Regions from separate parts of the Mus musculus genome. Here region 2 is linked to region 1. Evidence: chromatin contacts called from public HiChIP or PLAC-seq data. All regions are on one chromosome and are shown on one strand. Each heading gives the region's core, a stretch centred on a gene start, on an enhancer-like site or on the middle of the called end of the contact. The rest is flanking DNA. Distances are from core to core; before and after follow the strand shown. Region 1 has its middle 4.6 kb from the start of Cwh43. Region 2 overlaps Scfd2 (Sec1 family domain containing 2).

Region 1 (2,955 bases), core at 263-2,762:
CCTGTGTGTTGGGTGTAAACATTTTATAATCTCTGTAATTAAAAAGCAATAAGATTGGTGGAGAGCCAGGTAATTAAAACTTCCTATGAGCCCTCTATTGATCATATGATTTCCTAGTAAGGAAATTAGAAGCAGCTTCATAATTAACTCGCTATGGATACATTAACTCAACTCCACATTAAAGGGGCACAGGAGAGCCTCAGGAGCCTCGGGGAACTTTCCCACTGTGCCATGCAGGACCAGACTGGAAACGCAGAACAGTCTAGAGTGGGATGCTGCTCTCTCTGGAGACTGATGGGGGCCGATGATGAAACCCTTCCTTGTATGCCGAGTGCTGGTGTGGAATCTGTAGTTGGGAGAATGCCAACGAGATTACAGAAAGCCTCAAGAAGGCAATTAAAATACTCTCAGGACAGAGCTGTCACTGTTAAGTTGCCAGCCTTGTCTCTAAGACCTCCCCTGCACTAGGCCAAACATCATGGCAGCTTAACAAAAGACCTCCCCCTCCACCCCCCCCAGTATTGTGAGTTCTGTGAACACCACAACCGGCACCACACTGAAGGCCTTAGCTTTTTATCTATTTAAACCTCAAAATAAGTCTCTATAAAGTAGACTTTTGTAGCAGAGATGGATAGCTGCTCACCAAGATCTCCCGTCATCGAAGGACTGCATTTTCCAGACACACCTATGGTGAGCTGCAGTCAGAGTGCTAAAGAAAATGAAGTAAGACAGAAGGCCAATTGCAACAAAAGCAAGTTAGATACTGAAAAAGAAACTAACTTTATAATGGACTAGCAAAGCACTGCACAGACACACACTCTCAATTAGACCTGTGTGGTTTTTGTTTCCAGCATATGAAAACTGCTCTTCCGTTGTCAACTGGACTGGACTCAAGAGCCACCCAGGAAAGTTTACCTCAAGGAGTGTCCACGAGGGTGTTTCCGAGGTTTAAATGGGGAGGGAAGACTCACCCTAAATGTGGGCGGCACTGTCCCCTGGGCTCTACTCCTTTTTTTTAGATTTATTTATTATTATACATAAGTCCACTGTAGTTGTCTTCAGATGCACCAGAAGAAGGCATCAGATCTCATGGATGGTTGTGAGCCACCATGTGGTTGCTGGGATTTGAACTCAGGACCTTCGGAAGAGCAGTCGGTGCTCTTACCACAGTGAGCCATCTCACCAGCCCTGGGGCTCTACTCTTGGACTGAATAGAAAGGAGAAAGGGAGGAAGGTGCCCTTTTGTTTCTTTCTGCTTCCCGACTGTGCATGCAGTATAGCAGGAAGACCTTCCCTGTTGCCAGACCTCTCCTGCCGTCGTGGACTGTACCCTTAACTTCAGATTATCAGCCCTAGTAAACCTTTCCTTCCTTTCTTCAGTTGCTTTTGCCAGGTACAGTGAGAAGTGCAATCAATCCAGAGAGAAACAGGGAGGCACCCAGGCAGGAGAGTGCAGGGTCTGATGTCTTTTCTTCATTTGCTGGCGTTCAGACTGCAGCCTCGCCCAAAACACTTGAAAGTGTTTTGGAGATCCTCACCCTATGTGATTCATGAACTTAGCATCCCGTGGGCAGGGAAGTGCTGCCAGCACACTGACAGTCGGGAAGTTGCCAGTCACAAGTTAATTTTAGAAGTGTCATCTACTCTATGAGAAACTGGATTCACCAACCCACTTCCTTCTCCACCTATATGAACCCCCCCCCCCGTAACCTCTAAGCCACTCTCAGTCACTTTCAATTTGCCTACTCAGAATATTTCTCGTAAACAGGATTGTACAATTTTTTTTTTAATGACTGGCTCCTTTCTCTTAACACAGTGTCTAGAGTGAACTGTGCCATCGTATGTAGCAATACCTTTTCATTGCTGAATGCTGTTCTATTGAATGTAAATAACACTATAATCAGGGCTTATGCATTTGGACTGCTTCTCTTTAGGGCTGTTAGAAGCACTGCTGCTTCAAGCATCTGTGCATGGGGTTTGTACATTGCCCGCCCCCCCCATACCTATACCTTGGAGTGCAATGGTTGGCTCATACAGTACCTCTGTATTTAACTCTTTGAGGAACCGATAGAACGTTTTCCAACATAGCTGCACCACGTTCTGCCCCCTCCAGCACAGTCTTCACATCCTTGTCAACATGTTAGCATCCGATTTTTTAAAAAATAAAAAAATCAGAATTCCATAGTGAGTGTGAAGTGAATTTCTCCTATGTAATTATCTTTAACATTGATGTTCACTGAGCTGCTGTGTATCTTTCTGGTGATGGTGGTGGTGGTGGTGGTGGTGGTGGTGGAATTTCTTTCATTTCTTTTGTTTATCTTAAACATTAGTTGTTGTTGTTTTAACTTTTGCCTTCTAAAGGCTCATATTACTCAGTTTGGCTTTGGACTCGCTACATAGCTGAGAATGACCTTGAAATCCTTGTCCTTCTGCCTCTCCTCCCAAGTGCAGGGATTACAAATGCGTGCTACCACAACCTGCTAATACTTTTAAAATACAGGCAGTACACCAGGAGTCTCATCATATTCAATTGAGGTAAAAGTTGCCATTAAGTTTATCTTCTCAAAGGGCGAAGTCAAATGGCTTTGTGTATTTATTATGTATCTGGCAGCACAGCTAAACTCCAAAATATTTTCTTTTTTCTTTTTTTTTTAAAGATTTATTTATTTATTATTATATGTAAGTACACTGTAGCTGTCTTCAGACACACCAGAAGAGGGAGTCAGATCTTGTTACGGATGGTTGTGAGCCACCATGTGGTTGCTGGGATTTGAACTCTGGACCTTCAGAAGAGCAGTCGGGTGCTCTTACCCACTGAGACATCTCACCAGCCCCCTCCAAAATATTTTCATCACCCCTGTCTTAGGGTTTCCATTGCTGTGAACAGACACCGTGACCAAGGCAAGTCTTACAAAGGACAATATTTAATTGGGGCTGGCTTACAGGTTCAGAGGT
Region 2 (2,955 bases), core at 134-2,633, 810 kb after region 1:
CAGGGTTCAAGCATGTATGTTGCACCAGACCGAGTAGGTGGTGGCAATGGTGGCTTCCAGGCAAGAGCTGTCAGCCATGAGACCTCAGCTGCACTGCTGGCTGCTGGGTTCCTTCTGGAATTTTCCTTGGAGCCTCACCCTCCCACCTCATCAATCCCAGAAAAAGAGAACAGTGAGCTTGCCGCAGTGTCACCAGGATTATGTAAGTTCCCCGACTGAGAGCCCAGGAAGAGCTCCCTCCTGGAGGCCACTCTTCACTGTGATTTGCTGATAGGTTTGCAGACCTCCTTTAGAAGCATTTGGAAGTACAGAAATTTCTAGAGAAACACACATAGGTTCCTATAGTTTTAGGGGAGATTTAAAGTCTTCCAGAGATCCATAAGTTACATGTATGTGTGTGTGTGTTTACACACACACACACACACACACACACACACACACACACACACAGCTTGCCCAGACTCTGGATGCAGACCCTTGTGAAGCAGAGGAGACCACTATGGTAAATATACTCAAGATTCTCCTCCATTGCCATGACTTTCCAGTCTCTGCTGCGTTGCATGGTCCTCAGAGCTATGCAAAGAAAGTTAGTGGATGCCTCCCCAGCTGAGGTGAGGGGCAGAAGTGAGGGCCAAGACTGTCTCCAAATAAGCTTACATCTTGGTGTCAGGTTTGAAAAACGTGGTGGGGGTATGCCAGCTACAGATCCAGTTGATGTCAACACTGAGAGCAGCAGATGCAGCCCAAGGAGTCTGTCCGGCTCAGGTTCTACGCTGGGCTCACAGCCATGGCCAACAGAGTGGGAACACAAAGACCAGGCTCCTCTGATCTAAACAAGAAGGCCCATGAGGTGACAGCCTCCTGAGTTCACAGCTGAGGGTGTCTGAGGCCTGCTCTGGATCAGGTAGAGACAAACACTAGGAAACAGAGGCAGTTTATAAAGTAGGTTAGGGGGCCTGTGAGGGAGGAGAAAGAGCCCACGGAACTCTTCTAGAGTGCTGTGAGGAAGAGCACAGGCTAGACGTGGCCAGCTTGAGCTGGACCCCAGCTAAGGCTGCTCACCCTGGAGCCGTTGCTCCATTACTCTGAGTCCCACTTTGCTCATCTTTCGCTTGACCCACACCGTCTGCCCCATGACCACTATGAGGAACATGGAGCACAAGGCATGCTTCAGAGGGACTTCTGTCCTTGCTCCCTCTGCTGCGTCCCTCCTTGCAGCTCCCTGCTGTCCTTAAGTGATAAGGGGCAGGTGACATAGCGAGACTGTGCTTTCCATGCGTACATCTGTTACTCATAGGACTGCAATCCCTGCTCCCCTCTCACCGCTATTAGATAAGCCCTGCCCCAGGACAACATTCCAGGCTGGTGGAGTCTGCTTCCTGCCGGGTTCTCAACCACTCTTTCCTCCACAGCCCTTTATGGTCAGTCCCATGTGTCAGCTAACCTCGGGTATCTGCAGCTACACCATTGGCTCTTTGGGATGTTCCTTTTTAGGCAGAGTTCTTCTTCTCTCGCTGTGGCCTTTCAAACTACTAAGATGTCTCCGCCTCCAGCAAGCCTTCTTGGATCACCCTTCCCGGCCTCCAGCCTCCGGCCTGAGTGTGTCTTGTGGCTGTTTGTCTTACTGCATTTCCCACTCTTCCTTTAGCACGGTGTCTGCTACAGAGCAGGGACTGCAGCAGTGAGATCATAAACAACTGAGCAGAAGAACTGAACAGGCAGAAGAGACACAGGGCAGGAGGTGAGGGCTAATAATTTAGCCCTGGACAGTAGGAAGCTTTCCATTTAGGAAGGCCTCAACAGGCCTTAGTCAGATCGATGACTGTGCACGTTTACTTTGTATCAGTTCAGTGACTCCTACTGTCTGAGGCTGCTCTTTAAGGCATGGTCCTGGTCACACTGAAATCTACCAGGTTTCCATTCGTAAGCAACTAAAACTTTTTTTTTTAACTTTTAAAATTTCATGTGTATGAGTGTTTTGCCAGCATGCATGTAGTATGTATGTGCACCACAGGTACAGCTGGTGCCCTCAGAGGCCAGAAGAGAGAGCCAGATCCCCTGGAACTGGAGTTACAGATGGCTGTGAGCTGCTTTGCGGTGCTGGGGATTGGATCTGAGTTCTCTGTAAGAGCAACATGTCCTCTTCCCTGCTGAGCCGTCTTTCCAGCCCATGGTCTCTATTGTGCCCTACTCACTCGTTATTTATTTACAGCCCTAGCATTATGGACAAGTAGACTGCTTTAGATTATTTTTTCATTTTTATTTTTAAAGTTAATTCAAATAAGACCATGTCTGCATTATTTGGCTAAAATAATCATTCTAAAAACTTGGCTCCAAATGGGTGGAAAAAAGCTGAGAAGAGCTTGACACTGGCCTATCAGTTAAAATGTAAACGCAGCCGGCATGGAGGCTGATTTAACACTGGAGAACATCTTCCAGAGAGCTGGCTAGCCTGTCTCAGAGATCTGGGGAACAGATGCAGACTCCAAGGGCTGCCTCGCTCCCTGCCCACAATGCTCCTTGCTCTCTGCACCTTCTGGCCCTCTTGGCCCTAGTTTCCTTTCCTCTCTCTCCTCTCCTTCCGCTGTAGCTCTTGTGCTGGCTGCTGCTGATTTCCCTGCTTCTCAGCTCAGGTCTGGCTCATTCAAGTTTAAAGAGTTTACCCTGGCTCCTCAATTCCTCACTACCTCATCTCTACCTGTCACCTGCCATGTGGGACACTCAGAAATGAGAGATTCTTTCTCAGGACACAAGGTGCAGTCTAGGATTCCCCTACCTGCACTGTGCACGGCCACTGACCAGAACACTTCCCACAGGAACCACCTGTTGCTCACTGCACTGTCCCTCCTGCAGCCCTCTGCGGGACATGCTTAGTACCTGGCTGGGGAGGCCTAGTCCTTGGAGGCCCACTGGCTGGCATTCGTCTCCCCAGACACACTGATTTGCAGGTGCCAA

Evidence for each region. HiChIP or PLAC-seq counts read pairs in DNA pulled down with a chosen protein or histone mark.
Region 2: a contact with region 1 is called in a FOXA1 HiChIP or PLAC-seq map of pancreatic cancer cells. The contact joins two enhancer-like sites. A contact is called at or near these places in 6 of 39 promoter capture datasets (the HPC-7 cell line, embryonic stem cells, hematopoietic stem and progenitor cells and 2 more) and 1 of 115 datasets of contacts at active chromatin or transcription factors (pancreatic cancer cells).

What each region holds. Positions count from the first base shown.
Region 1 is chr5:73,399,984-73,402,938 of GRCm38.p6, forward strand. No RefSeq gene overlaps it. Among named protein-coding and RNA genes, the nearest start is that of Cwh43, 4.6 kb to the right of the region's middle. Within about 2 kb of position 1,513, at least 73 of the 459 cell types and tissues checked have an H3K27ac peak or open chromatin away from gene starts, as enhancers often do. A contact at or near this core is called in pancreatic cancer cells, where this site is marked.
Region 2 is chr5:74,207,303-74,210,257 of GRCm38.p6, forward strand. The region is part of intron 8 of Scfd2 (Sec1 family domain containing 2); the gene reads right to left. Among named protein-coding and RNA genes, the nearest start is that of Rasl11b, 13 kb to the left of the region's middle. Within about 2 kb of position 1,384, at least 32 of the 459 cell types and tissues checked have an H3K27ac peak or open chromatin away from gene starts, as enhancers often do. A contact at or near this core is called in pancreatic cancer cells, where this site is marked.